Regions from separate parts of the Mus musculus genome. Here all the other regions are linked to region 5. A link is a contact called in public HiCAR-type and HiChIP or PLAC-seq data. All regions are on one chromosome and are shown on one strand. The core of a region is the stretch at or near the end of the contact, and the rest is flanking DNA. Distances in the headings are between cores, read along the strand shown.

Evidence for each region. HiCAR-type assays count read pairs that join an accessible place to other places. HiChIP or PLAC-seq counts read pairs in DNA pulled down with a chosen protein or histone mark.
Region 1: an H3K27ac HiChIP or PLAC-seq map of double positive thymocytes shows a contact between it and region 5, with 6 times the contacts expected there. The contact joins the promoter of B3gnt2 here to the promoter of Spred2 in region 5. A contact is called at or near these places in 1 of 39 promoter capture datasets (pre-B cells), 4 of 115 datasets of contacts at active chromatin or transcription factors (double positive thymocytes, embryonic stem cells, pro-B cells and 1 more) and 1 of 9 other capture datasets (liver).
Region 2: a contact with region 5 is called in an H3K27ac HiChIP or PLAC-seq map of thymic regulatory T cells, with 12 times the contacts expected there. The contact joins the promoter of Wdr92 here to the promoter of Spred2 in region 5. A contact is called at or near these places in 4 of 39 promoter capture datasets (embryonic stem cells, liver, maxillary cranial neural crest and 1 more), 3 of 484 Hi-C or Micro-C datasets (CD4 T cells, muscle stem cells and uterus), 12 of 115 datasets of contacts at active chromatin or transcription factors (the 230-238 cell line, the NIH/3T3 cell line, acute myeloid leukemia and 8 more) and 2 of 9 other capture datasets (adipose tissue and liver).
Region 3: a HiCAR-type map of astrocytes shows a contact between it and region 5, with 4 times the contacts expected there. The contact joins the promoter of Fbxo48 here to the promoter of Spred2 in region 5. A contact is called at or near these places in 4 of 39 promoter capture datasets (the C10 cell line, embryonic stem cells, hematopoietic stem and progenitor cells and 1 more), 1 of 484 Hi-C or Micro-C datasets (muscle stem cells) and 3 of 115 datasets of contacts at active chromatin or transcription factors (astrocytes, large pre-B cells and pro-B cells).
Region 4: a contact with region 5 is called in a HiCAR-type map of astrocytes, with 4 times the contacts expected there. The contact joins the promoter of Ppp3r1 here to the promoter of Spred2 in region 5. A contact is called at or near these places in 3 of 39 promoter capture datasets (embryonic stem cells, hippocampal neurons and pre-B cells), 2 of 484 Hi-C or Micro-C datasets (cerebral cortex and uterus), 6 of 115 datasets of contacts at active chromatin or transcription factors (the 230-238 cell line, astrocytes, differentiating embryonic stem cells and 3 more) and 3 of 9 other capture datasets (adipose tissue, embryonic stem cells and liver).

Annotation. Positions count from the first base shown.
Region 1 is chr11:22,858,331-22,861,030 of GRCm38.p6, forward strand. It overlaps B3gnt2 (UDP-GlcNAc:betaGal beta-1,3-N-acetylglucosaminyltransferase 2), which reads right to left and starts at 1,405. Exons shown (of 2, transcript NM_016888.5): 1 at 1,164-1,405.
Region 2 is chr11:17,210,518-17,213,217 of GRCm38.p6, forward strand. Wdr92 (WD repeat domain 92) reads left to right here and starts at 1,376. Exons shown (of 8, transcript NM_178909.4): 1 at 1,376-1,629. The coding sequence starts at 1,447. It overlaps Pno1 (partner of NOB1 homolog), which reads right to left and starts at 1,072. Exons shown (of 7, transcript NM_025443.2): 1 at 796-1,072; 2 at 471-620. The coding sequence starts at 990.
Region 3 is chr11:16,950,106-16,952,805 of GRCm38.p6, forward strand. It overlaps Fbxo48 (F-box protein 48), which reads left to right and starts at 1,305. Exons shown (of 4, transcript NM_176982.2): 1 at 1,305-2,359. Eldr (Egfr long non-coding downstream RNA) reads right to left here and starts at 1,177. Exons shown (of 4, transcript NR_110425.1): 1 at 915-1,177; 2 at 777-825.
Region 4 is chr11:17,158,040-17,160,739 of GRCm38.p6, forward strand. Ppp3r1 (protein phosphatase 3, regulatory subunit B, alpha isoform (calcineurin B, type I)) reads left to right here and starts at 1,259. Exons shown (of 6, transcript NM_024459.2): 1 at 1,259-1,503. The coding sequence starts at 1,501.
Region 5 is chr11:19,923,042-19,925,741 of GRCm38.p6, forward strand. Spred2 (sprouty-related EVH1 domain containing 2) reads left to right here and starts at 1,401. Exons shown (of 6, transcript NM_033523.4): 1 at 1,401-1,915. The coding sequence starts at 1,890.

The DNA of each region.
Region 1 (2,700 bases), core at 155-2,654, 2.9 Mb after region 5:
TGGGCCCCGGTCCCGCCCTCCTAGCTCCACTCAGGTCCAGTGGCCCTCTCATTAACCATCCCATCACTTTCCGAGGCACAAAGAAGTACCCTGGAAGAACCTGTAATAACACGAAGCCCATTTTCACCCATTGGCTTCGAAACCTGGAAAAAGCTACGGCTTGGCGGGGAGCGGAGGGGGCAGAAGAACAGGTTTAATCGTTTGAAGCAGTCAAGTTGGGAGACCACAGTGGGCAGGGGAGCGAAGGCCAGCCACCCTGTATTTGGGGCAGGAGCGAACATGGGGCCAGCCCAGGTTACCCAAGTGTGCATTACTTTTCAAGATGACCTCGCACGCACTATGACACTAGAGAGGAGTCTTCAGAGCTTCCTTCCCACACAAGACCCGGGAGCTCAGAGGACCCTAGGCGAGTGCATTTGAGCAGGTGCTAGGTGTTACGTCCCCAGAAGGGTCCCAGCCCCTCAGGTGCGCCCACCTGCCAGTCGCAGGGCCAGCTCCCCAGGCAGTCCTGAGTCTAGTTAATCATTCAACGCGGGCGGCGTGGAATATTTTTTAGAGGTCAACGCGAAAGGTTCTCCTGAAGTTTCACAGAAACCAGTCTTTGGGGACCCGAAGATAACAGTGCCAGCGGATGGGGGTGAAAAGCGGCAGCCAGCGGCTCACAAACACCTGATCTGCCCCTGCGGCACCCTAGACCAGCGCAGTGCGCGGGCGGGGCAGAACACCGCCCGCGACGCTCCCCCGCCGCCCAGGCCCGCACCTCGTGCGCGGGGTACAGCGCGGCTCAGGGTGTCGCTGCCCTCTCCCTGTGGGTGCAGGAAGAGCGGAGGTCGAGCAGGTGAGAAGGTCAGGAAGGAGGTGGAGGCCGGGAGACTGGGGAGAAGGTGAGGAGGCTGTAAAGGAGGGGAGAAGGACCAGGAGGTGAGGAAGCCGGACAGGAGAACGGAGACCGGTGAGGATATCCGGGAGGTGAGGAGGCCAGGGAAATGATGTGCGGAGGCCAGGAAAGTGAGACTGGGAGCGGTGAGGGGAACCCGATGGAACGTATGCGCAGACAACGCAGGAGCCACAGAAGAGCGGCGAGAGCGCGGGGCGCCCACACCGGCCGGAACTAGCGCGGCGGGGCGGGGATGCAGGGCCGGTGCCCACCCACCCGGCCCTACCTTGTCTAGGGACACCTCCAGCTCGGCGGGGCGGGGCGGAAGACCGCGGCCGCATCCACGTCCCAGCCGCTCTTGCGGCTCAGCCCCGCGACCGCCGCCGCTCTCGCTCCATGCGCAATGCGCGGACGGGCGGCCCGGCGGGGTCTGGGCGGCTCCGGCTCGCCTCAGCTCCAGCACTTGTTGCCGCGGCGGCCGCTGAGCCTTACTCTCGGCCCCGGCTCCTGGCACCGCCGCCCCCTGCCGCGTCCCTTCGGTCCCGCCCCCGCCCGATTCTCCAATCACACGCCGCGCCACCGCGCGCGTCACCGCCGGGAAGGCCGCGCTCCCGCCCCGTGGCCCAAGTTTGGGAAAGGCCGAACTCGAACCCTCCCGCCAGTTGGCGCCCAGGTCCCGCTGGGACTGCGCCCCCGGGCCCTTCCCGAGCTCTCCGCCCCTCGTAGCACTGAGAAAACCTAAGGCTTCACTGGAGCGCGCGGTGTCCAAAGATTACAGTCTCCCCCGCTCCGCCAGGAAGTAGCCTCCCCCAGAAAAACAGCTGAGACTTGAGTCCCAAACCCTGCTGAGATCCAGGGTCTAGTGTAAACTCTTCAGCTACCAGGGCGTGGCGCTTGGTGAGAATTTGCCAGCCAGCACTGGCATGTAGCTAAGTCTAGACGGCTCCGAGTGGCTTGTGAGCGGGATCCACGAGGGGAGGTGAGAAGAGGGAAACCCAAGTGCACCTGACCTTTGCTCTCAGCGTACATAGTAGCGGCAGCCACCTAGATAGATGCCCAAGGCCTGAGGGTGGTGCCTATCTGGCCTCTTCGGACCTTCAGGTTATGAAGCCATCAAAGACACGATGAGGTCTCCACGTGGTTCCACTCGGGTCTCAGGAAGTCAAGAATGCAAGATGCGGGAGGCGCTGGGTGCGGAGTTCGCTCGGCGACTTCAGAAGTTGGGCTTAGCAAGACATCTGAACGCTGAACCCCCGTGATGCCGCTGGACTGAGCACCAACCACACCCAAGCATGGATCACGCGGGACCCGGAACGGTCCCCCACCCCCAACCCAGCGCCTCCCCAGGCTCCCCAGAGCGCTACGTGCCAAGGTGAGGCCCAGGAAAAAGCCGGGGAGACCGGATGGAGAAGTTGCTCTAGTTTGTAGAGCTGGGTGGGCCGGCCGAGTCGGCACGCCCTCAACACCGAACCTAGAGCCTGGTCCCCACAACCTGGGACGCGCTTGGAAGCTGCTTCCTCTCCCCTCCATTCTTATTGCTAAGGCCTTCGGTCGACCCTCTGGAGATAATCACACTGAGAAGTTAACACTCTACACCTGTTTGCTTTTTTTTTTTTTTTTTTTTTTTTTCAGAAGGCTGTCAGATGGAGTTAGTCAAAGGGATGCCATTGACTTTCGAGCGCTGGAGATTGAATTTCAGCCAGCTCGACCAAGACCACGAAGTCTTACTTACAGCCGCAGAAAGAAGTAAGTGCGAGTTGTTTGGGTTGAGCGCAGAGCCACGTGTGTACGGTCATCCACAAGAAGGAATTCTGAGTCAGTGG
Region 2 (2,700 bases), core at 126-2,625, 2.7 Mb before region 5:
TTCTCTTGAAAGCTGACTGGAACTGAAGTAAGAAGACAGCAGAGAAAGTGGCCTTCTCCAGAGACCAGAGCCACCAAAGATACTGGCAGGGGAAAAAAAAACCAAAAACAAAAAAAAACAAAAAAAAGGGAAACAAACACAACTGGGTCTCCTACTTGAAAGGCAGGCTTAGTCAAGTGTCTGGCCTTTATCCCTTAGGAATGCCGAGGAGGCTAGAATACCATAATAAAAGCATTGTGATATGGGAAAATTAATTTGGCACTGACACCGAAGATCTACTGAAAAAAAAATAAAGGAATTAATTTACATTTTTTTCTAAGTGGCACACGTTTCCTCCAAAAAGAGCACTTACACTGAAGAAAGTACCTACAATTACCACTTGTTTAGGCACTACCGTGTATCATTGTCTACTTTTATTAAGGCTGAAACTACGAAATGGTAGGCTACGAAATGGCTACCCTCTTCCTTACCCTGATTTCTACATTCCTTGATTTCAGGTTAAAGCGTATCTGAAGTCCCAAATGTTCTACAATCGGAGTAAATATCTTCATCCAGTTTTCTTTCAACGGTGTGTATCTGTTACCTGGGACGGGAATTTTCCTCGTTTCTTCTTTCCCAGTCTGCAATAAAAACATACACACTCAGGAGGCGACTGAGAGATGCGGGCCTAGGCGAAAAAACAAACAAACAAACAAACCCCCCAAAACAACAAAACAAAACAAAACCGAGAACCGACCCTTTCACCTGGACGCCCGGGCCCCGCCCCGCCCCGTCCCGTCCCGTCCTGATCCCCACCAGGAGCTGATCCCCGGAGAGCGGCGGGAAGACCGGCCTCTTCGCCGGCCGCGCCTCCTCCGTGTCCATGCGTCCGGCTTCTCCATCCTGTCCCGCCGCTGACGACTGCTCAGCCTGTCGTTTCTTCGCCCGGCGGCCCCCTCTGTGCGTGACGGGAGTAAAGCCGTCCTCCGTTCCGGTGCTTTGCGTCTCCATCTCGGCCAAGATCAATCCCGGCAAGTACGACTAGAGGAACACGTGCGTGGTTGTACAGCGCATGCGCCAGCCTCCACCAATCGATTTGAAGACACCACCCCTTTTCCTAGGCGGGGTCCATGCCAGGGGCCTAAGGCTGGATTGGTCCGCGTTTCGGAATTGCTGTCCTGGGATATGCCTGTTTGCTAATGTCTCCGTGCCCTCATACGCTCGCAGCCGAAGCATTCACAGTCTTTACTGTGTCTATGTAAAGTCGTTGTGGTAACGGCAGTAAATTAGCTTGTGCCATGTGTGGAGAAGCATCTGTTGCGGTCTCAGTAGCTCACACGGCATTTTCGGAGGCATCCAAGCCCAACTTGCTAAGGCTTCCGGGTAGAATGCGGCTAGGGAGGGACAAACTGCCCCTGATCTGTTTGCAGTCTGGTTACCAAGTTAGCGTTTGGTTGCATCTACACCATGTCCACCTTCGAGAAGCCTCAGATCATTGTCCACATTCAAAAGGGCCTCAACTACACAGTGTTCGACAGCAAATGGGTGCCCTGCAGTGCCAAATTCGTGACGATGGGCAACTTTGCCCGGGGCACCGGCGTTATCCAGGTGTACGAGATCCAGCGCGGGGACCTCAAGCTGCTGCGGGAGGTGGGTGCAGGCTTGGACCGTTTGGGTTTGCGTGATCTAGGGTCTGATTCCTCAATGCTCCAGCAGAAACAGAAAGGAGGTGACAGATTGAGAAATACTTCAAACTAGGCTCTCACTGCAGCCTCTTCCTCCCACCATCCTCCGTGCAGTCCGTTGCAAGGTTTCTGGGAAGTGAAGTTAACATTTCGTGGCAACGTTCTTGGACCTTATAGGCTGTTAGCAGTTGTCGTAGTCTACTAGTAGATATATGCAATAAACCCACATTTCATACAAGCAAAACCAAAGGAGGCACCGGGATACCTACAACAAAGTTGATGACGAACTAGTAAATACCACATCCTTTCAAGAAGTGTCAGTTCAATGCCTGATAGTCCCAGGCATGGGAATTGCAATGCCAGCTATATCATGGAGTTTATTTTCTGTTGGGGGAGACAGTCCAACAGCCAGACCAAGAATGCATACATACATGTAAACTCATCAAGATGAGTTTTCTAATGTGCAGGTCTATAAAAGTAAAAACAGATGCAGGACGAGTAGAAACTAACTAAAGCAAATTTAGAGTAGAGTATGAAGTTTCTTACAAAAAACAGCATGTGAGAAAGCTCAGTGATAATGGTGGAAGGTAGTTTATTATCTTTTTAAAAAAGAAAAACACGAGCTAGAAGTGGTGTTGCACACCTTTACTCACGGCAATCAAGAGAAAACAGCAGGAGAATTTCAGTTTGAAACCCTATCTGCAACAACCACAACCCCCGTAAAATAAAATAAAATACACATTCATAAGGGATAAGTAATGACCATTGCAAGATATGTAAGACATTCCACAGATTTGTCCTTCATTTTGCTTTAAGGAAAACAGGACACCACTGAAGGACTTTTAGGCGGATAATGCAAGACTAGATTACAGGTTTCGTATCCAGCTGCCAGTGAGCCAATTACAGAATGGGGACAATAATTGACATTTTCTTTATCCCTCCTTCCCTCCCTTCCTTTCTTCCTTTTGTGTGTGTGTGTGTGTGTGTTTTCTATGTTACTCAGCTGGCCTCAAACTGATAATCCTCAAACAAGGCT
Region 3 (2,700 bases), core at 55-2,554, 3.0 Mb before region 5:
TTCCTCATTTGAGGTTCCTTCTTCCAAGGTGTCAAGTTGACAAAAACCAACCAGCACACACCAAATGGTGCCCCCTTCCCCCCACCCCCCCACCACCACCACCACATACACACACACCATTTCCTCTTTCCTTGTATTTCTGACTCATATCTTCTATAGAAAGCTATAGGCTTTCTTATGCCAGCTAGTGGGATGTATGGCTTTGATCGGATTGGTGTTTTTTATGAAAGCAGCTCCCTTCCCTCAGCTCTCACCCCAAGGTCTGTTCCTTCTGGTAAGTCTCTGACTTCTTATTTCAGACATTAACTGGGAATGTGAAGAAGCTCAATACACGAGGTAGTCCGCTCTTAAATGTGTCTTCCCAGGGGAGTCACAGTTTCTTGAATCCATAACAGGGGATATTGAGCGTTTCTATGTATATATATGTACATCCTGGAAAGTTCCCCAGGATGCTTTCTGCCATTAGGCCTAAGTAAACAAGTATCTCTTAGCTTCAACATCTTTATAATCAGAGACATATAGAATGTTCAAACTAAAGGCCGTAAGGGTGTAATATGCAAAAGCAGTCTTAGAGAAATACAGAACTGCACGAAAGACTGGCAAGGGGTAAATGTTGAATGCTAGCAAATATCTTCTCTGGGAACAAAACTACAATGTTCAGCTAACTTAATAACCACATAAGCTGAAAGGTTTGCAATTCCATCGTATATAGCAGTCTCGGTAGTCCTTGATATTTCACTATATTTTTGCAAGATGCTACTAGATAGAATACATACCGCATCGAGCGTTAAGCTTCCCCGGGCAGCTCCCTGGAATGTTACTATGCTAAGAAACAAAGGAAATGAGTAACACGATATTATCATCAAAAAAAATTTCAACGTGAACTTTTTCAGCAACCTTTGTCGAGCACACACCTCAGGGAAGGAGCACCTAGTCAGGTTGCAGAGTCCCCTGGGGAGAGAGAGCCTTGGCGCTCAAACTCTCGGCCGTCTCAAAGCCCTCGCTAGCTACCAAAGCACTTTGGGAGTCCCGCCCTTTGCAAGTCCCGCCCTTTGTAAGTCCCGCCCTTTGTAAGTCCCGCTCTTTTAAGTCCCGCCCATGTGCCCGCTGTCACTCAGCGGGGACGCTGGACCTTGCAGTGACTTGGGCCTCCTTTCTTTCCTTCCCTTACGGTGATGAAACGCAGGGTAAACTACCAATCCCAGAAGGCACCGCGCATGCAAATGGGTGGAGCGAGGCTTGAGAGGGCGGGACATGAAGGCCTTCCGGAAAAGATTCAAATCCGGAGGACTGAAATCGCGGGAGGAGCCGGCACCGCGCCTTTAGGTAGGAGAGGCAGCTCTGCCCTTCCCTGCACAGGGACCAGCGTGCTCAGCTGTGGTCGGTCGCTTCTCCTGCCTGTCCTCACAGCACAGGGATGTGGTTGCGCTCGCCAGGACTGGTGTGGGCTCCCTGAGAACTAGTCTTGCCCGACGATGCTCTTTCTCGGTTTGCTCACTCCTAGTGACATTTGACAGGACGGTGGATGGAGGGGCTGGAGGTGGCCCAGAGTGACCGCTCTTCTCAAAGACCCAGGTTTAGTTCCCAGTGTCCACAGAGGGGTCTTGCCACTGACTGTTACTCCATTTCGGGGATCCCACCCCCCTTTTGGCTCCTGCGGGCAGCGCACGCACTGTGTGCTGAGACTTGTTTGCAAGCAAACCGGCAATACACATACATAGAAGCAGATCTTTGAAAAGGAGGTGGGAGGACCGCAAGCTAACGCAATATTTCCGCAAGGTTGGTTCAAAAAGAGGCGACATACAAGGAATAGCTTTCGAGGCATTCAAGAGAGATAATTTAGAAGATTCCTAGTGAGATTTTTGGGAATATGACCAAGGCACCACAGAATGTTCAATTGAAAAACTTCCTGCCTCTTGTGGAATTCCTTTGACAGAAGGAAAGATTTTATTCCTAGGGAGAGCCTGGGAGAAACAGCAAACATCTGAGTGTAGTGTAACCTCCTAATAGAAACTTAGTTTCAAAGATGACACTTTGCCTTTAGTTTGTACCAGTGGTAGGAGGGGAGAAGGTTCGTTGCAAATACTTGATCTTGTGGGTTTTGTCTTGTTTTTGCACACCAAGTTGCTTTCTATTTTCTATTTCTAAAGGAAGCCCCTGTTCAGTTCAGACATTACAGTTCTAACCACAACCAGTTTGGATCATAAACAGCCTAACCAAAGGTAGTCACCATGATGTTACTAACTACAAAGACTCGAGTAGTGCATCTGAAAAGGGAATTGTTAGTCACTGAATGAAGAGATATTTAGCTATACATCAAATGCCTATTGTATCCTGATTCTCCACCACAAAAGGAACTGTAAGTATTATAAAGTAGGTAAACACAAATTGTGCTTATATTGCAACATGGCCCAGGATGATGTGTGCAGCCTTGAAGCTTCCAGAAGCTTCCACTGTGGTCCTTGAGAACATTAGCTGGAATAAGGCTTTACATCTATAGCTATATACTATTCCTAGCTGAATTATGAACTACTTAGATTGTACTTGTCACTCAGTAATAGATTTGGGGACAGTGATCCTTAGCTCATAATTAGGCACATAAGATAGATTGATTTCTAAGACACCACTCTTGAAGTGTAATTGAATATATGAGACTCCATAATTATGGTCAGGACTTCATCCTGGACTATTTTGGGTAAA
Region 4 (2,700 bases), core at 9-2,508, 2.8 Mb before region 5:
CTAAGAGCCAAATGTAGGTCCAGATGAAGGGATGGATGGATGGTACAGCTGGAGGAATAGAAAGATGGACAGTTGACCAAACCTTGTCAACAGTGAGGACTTAACTGAGTTCAAGCCTCAGGGGCAGTCAAGTGTTCTTTGCCTATCAGGATGGTCGGATGATAGATTGGTAGGGGTTGTTGCCATCACAGTGCTAGATGTCTATCTCTTTATGGAGTCCAGGTGAGGACGTTGCACCCTTTTCTTGGTATGATGTGCCTACCACGTTCTTGTGCCTGGTTTCCCAAACAATTGTAACAAACCTATGCGCTGTTACAGTTTACCCTGATAAATTCATAGGGTGCCACCCTTTCAACGCCAAGCTATAAGGCATTTTCAGTCTGTGAGTGGAACTGGATACATGGTAAGTAGCATTCGTGTCCCCTCCGGTGCAGGCATCCCCCATCCTCAAAGTGGAGTCAAAGCTCGTCTCTCAAAAGCTAAAAAATAATCTACACTTACAGAAGATGAAACAGGTAGAGCAGGACATACCCTGACCTTTATTTTCTATCTATTCAAAACCTGACTAAAATAAATAACATAAATACGTTATCTTTATCACATCTCTCCTACCAACTTATCTTTTCCTCTTAAATATAACTTCTTTCCATGGACTTTATTACCTACTGTAGTTTCACTTCTATAGTAAGGCAACTGCCACCATTACGGACATACCCTTACTACATGGACAACAGGGCAGTCTGTCTCGTAGTATTTCTCTTAAAGGCTTCTTTCTGCACCAGCTGCAGGGCAACCTAGAGGTAGTGTCTGTTGGAGTGGGAAGCAATCCCCCACTCTTGTCAGTGGCTCCCAGGACCTAAGCTGCAGCTAGCTTTGCTTCTCCTATTTTTCCAACTGCGCGCTTGACTCCACAGTGTAGACTTGCCCGTGCCTCGCCATAGTGACATGGTGTCACCCCCCAAGAGCGACACAGCCCTGTGGCAGGTCCTGTCATTCTCCCCATTTTCTCCTCCCAGGAGTCTTCCTCCTGCCGGCCTTCCTTCGGTCACATGACAGGAAGCGCGGCTCTCCCAACGTCAAGACGTCTGCCCCCCCATCTCCATGTCCCCCGGCGCACGGTACGCAAAAAGCGCTGGCGGAGCGCTAGCGGGGCTCTGCGAGCAATCCGGTTGGAGAGCGTGTGCACGGCAGGGCGCGGGTTCCCGGATGTCAGCCTCCCGCAGGCTCCGCCCCGCCCCGCCCCGCGCTCGCTCCGCCCTCTGCGCGCCCTGTTCCGTGCCTTGAGGTTGCGGTCAGCGCGAGCCGCTGCAACGAGTCGGGGCCGCCTGTGAGCGTGAGGCTGCAACCCTCTCCTCCCGCCGACGCATCTCCAACCGGGACTCCGCCCGCCTCGCTCCGGGCCCAGGCCCCGTTGCACCCCGCCCGGCGCCGGACAGCAAAGCCGCCGTCGCCGCGTCCCGAGGATCCTACAGCCGCCGCCAGCGCCGCCCGCCGAGCAAGATGGTGAGACCTCGGTTCCCCGGTCGCGCGAGGGAGGGCCCGGGGCGTCCTCTCGGATAGAAAATTCCAGAGGCCTGGAGGGTGCAGGTGCTGGGTTTCAAGTCCTCGGCTACTTGCGCGGCCCCCGGCTCTGCGCGCTCCCGGGCCGCTGCAAGGCCCTTGCAAGCCCCCCAGCCCCTGCGCGCCTCCTCCGGGCCTCCGCGCGCCCCCCGGCCCCCTGCAAACGCCGGACGTCTCCGCGCTCCCCGAGATTCGCCGCCCCCGCCCTCCGCACGACCCTGGGCCTCCGGGCGCCCACAGAGCCGCCGCCCCCGGGCTCCTAAGCCCGTGGGCCTCCGCGCAACCCCGGCCCCGTCGCCTGTCTGGCTCGTTCGGCCTTTTCTGAACCCCGGTCCCGGGGGGCTGCGCCCTCGCTACCCTCCTCCACGTGAAACCCACTTTCCGCCCCCAGATGGGTTTCCAGGTTGGGTTTTCTGAAATCCGGTGGAAATGATAGTGTGCGGCAAATGGCGCTTTATGTAAGACCCACTTCTCCAGAGTTGTGCTTCCTCCCACTCACTCCGCATTTTCCAGCAGCGAGCCTTGGCAGGGATCCTTCCACTTTCTTGCCTTCTTCGCTCGTTTTCGCATTTATCTCTCTGCTGTTTGCAACCGTAGGGGATTTTTTTTTTTCCCGAGGCCGCTTTTCTCTGCGTTGGTGAACATGAAAGGGCCAGCGTGTATATTAGCTAAGACACCGGGCCTAGAGAAATGCTCATATTGGTTTGTTAATATTTTCTTAGTATTTTTATTTCTGTTTTTCCGGTGCTTGTGGTAGTTGTTTTTGAACGATGGCGATTTAAATTTTCCCTTCCTTACTTTCCTATTAATCCGTAGGTGGAATTCACCATGTAGTATTTCTGGCTGACGCTAGGGGTGTGCCTCCTGCCTGTCACCATAGCCAAGAAATCTATGACGCCTTTAGCTTGTTACCTTACTGGTTCTGTAGCTTCACTGGGCCTCCGTTTCGTCTTTGCAATCAAGAATTGTGTTCACAGACAAACATAGCTGCACTGCGAGTTATATGTCATTTAGTTAAACAGGATACGGGATTGTGACACTTACTGTAAACATCTTTTCAGTACATATCAAAGAATTTCAGGCGGATTTGTGATACTTAGACTCTTTAATTGTACAATACCCCCTCGCATGTAAGATTTA
Region 5 (2,700 bases), core at 151-2,650:
GTAATTGGTGTCATCCATGTCAAGTGAAAACATGGTGCCCCCTTCAAAAATTGAAATGGATTTTAATATCGCAAATTCAGATTCCAGGCAAATCCACAAGTTGAGCCCTGGGTGCAATCCTGCTCGTTGTCTAGATGGTGCATAGGTCCTCTCAGAAAACCTCAGGCAGGTCCTAGGCCATGGTAGGAAAAATAATTTAAAGAGAGGTATGAAGAGATGGCTCGCAGTTAAGATCTTCCATAAGACTGTGGTTTAATTCCTAGGACCTACACAGAGGCTAGCAACCAGTTCCAGGAGATCCAACAGCCTCTCCTCTCTGCCCACAAATGGTGCTGACATGCATGGATGCATCCTCCTTCTGCCCCCGCACATTCAAAAAGAAAGAAGGAAGGAAAGAAAGAGAGAGAGAGGGGGGGGGAGGGAGGGAGGGAGGGAGGGAGGGAGAGAGAGAGGGAGAGAGAGAGAGAGAGAGAGAGAGAGAGAGAAAGAAAGAAAGAGAGAAAAAGGAAGGGAAGGGAAGGAAAGGGAAGGGAAGGGAAGGGAAGGGAAGGGAAGGGAAGGGAAGGGAAGGGAAGGGAAGGGAAGGGAAGGGAAGGGAAGGGAAGACGGGTCGGGGGTGGAGTAATGAGTTCCTGGGTCTCTCTTTGGCCAAACCCCATCAAAGGTAGTAATCTGTGACCCAGTAAACTAAGAGTAGACTTCTAAGAGCTGGAGACAAGAAACGTTATTCACAGACTGGATAATTTACTTTGGTGTTACCTTTAAACTTCATCTCTGCCTGCAATGCCAAAGTTTTATGGCTGTTTGCCTTTTGTTTTCTGCGTACATATTTTTAAAAATATGCCCGCTCTAGGTGGGCATGGTGTTGCATGACAGTAATCCCATCGTGTGGAGGCCAGCGGAGGCCACCTGCACTGCCCCCAACCCCCACCCCGCAGTGTTTCTCCAAACCCAAACTCTCTGGCAACATCTAAACTCCTCCCCATCTCCGCCCTCCGCCACCTCCCCCCTTGATTTTTAATCCGAAGGTTTGGAAGGAGGGAGGGACAAAACGGGAGCCAGATGTGCTCTTGTCTTCGGCTCCCGCCTCCTCCCTCTTGGGCTTCCTAAAACCCGGAGCACCGGAGACAAGGATTCGGATCCTGACAAACGCAGTGCCAACCATGCTGTTCCGAGGCTCCTCCCTGACTGGAAGCTAGCGGGAGGGGGAGTAGAAGAGGGGCACGCTCAGTAGGCGGGACAAAGTGTTTTGTGAGTGTGTTTTTTTCCTCTCTCTCTCCTCTCTCTCTTTTATTTTGGTCGCAAGTAGGAAGCTTTTTGCACTCCACCACCTCTGGCCGCTGGGAAGACGTCATCGCTTCCGCCCTACTTCCTCCTCCTGTTGGCGGCGCTGAGAATCCAATATGGAGTAAATCGGTGGAGTGGCGAGATGGGGCTCGGACGGGGCGCCCTGCACCGCCTCCCAGGCGCATCTCCCCCGGCCGCCGAGCACTACCCGGAACCCTGATTGGCCCGGTCCCCGGGGGCGACCCCGGCCCGGCCCCAGCGCAGCCGACTGCCCGCCCGCCGCCCGGAGCGTGCTTGTTTTTCTGCTGCTCTCCCCCTCCGGGTCCCCTTCCCAAATCTCGCCTCTGCACCCCCTCAGAGCCCCGGGGCCGTGCCCGGCCGGCCCACGGCGTCCGCTGCCTGGTGTGCCCCTTCCCAGACCTCGCCCTGATCTCGGGGCTCTCCATTTCCCCGCCTGCCTCGGCGCCCCCTTCATCTCTAGCTCCCCCCCTCCACCACCAAATCAGGAGATGTCGGAGATGTGAAGAAGGGGGGCGAGCGCACAGGAAGATGAAGGGAGCCAGGCTGCATGCCGCGGGACAGGCGTCTAGGTGAACAAGAAAATGACCGAAGAAACACACCCGGACGAGTAAGTTAGCCGCGGGTGGGACGCGGGTGCCCGGAGGGGTGGTGTGGGGGCCGCCGCCAAGGACGCAGGAGGGGACTCGTCGGAGGAACTTGGCCTGGGGTGCAGCCGCTGGCTGAGCTGTCGGGGCTATGCGCGAGGCTCTTGACTTGGCTGGGGGAGACGGCAGAAACCGCCTGGGGTCTGCAAGTCCAGGTCGCAGCCCGGGCCAAGGGCGCGCAAATGACCTCGGGGCGGTCCTCGGGCTGCGGGAGCGGAAGCTCTGACGCCCTCCACGCGGGGCATCCCGGGGTCGATGGGTCTGTGTGCATGGTGACTTTGTGACTCCTGGCACTGCTGCCCTCCCATAGCCCTCTCCGGAGCCCTCTGGGGCCCGGGCTCCGCCATTTCGTTTTCTTGAATCGCTCTCATTTGCATACCACATTTTCATTCATAAAAACACGGAGGAGTTGGGGGAGGGCCAGTCGGGCTCGGCACAGGGTCAGTGCGCCCGGGTCCTCGCAGCGGCCAGAGCGCGGGAGCAGCCTGCCGAGTCCCGGCGCGCGTGAGTGTGTGCACGCGCGTGTGGGCCGGCACACGCGCCCCGCGGTGTCGGGGCAGCACTGGGGGCGGATCCGAAGCGTGTGCAGCGAGGGCGGGAGAGCGTGCGGGGAAGCGCGCTCCTGGCATGTATGTGAGGGAGAGCGCGTGCCCGTGCGTGTGCCCGGCCCGCAGGCCCGAGGGGAACAAAGCTCTCGGTGCTTAGTCAGAGGTGCTTGTGCTCGCCCCTCGGGGAGACCCGGGCTTGT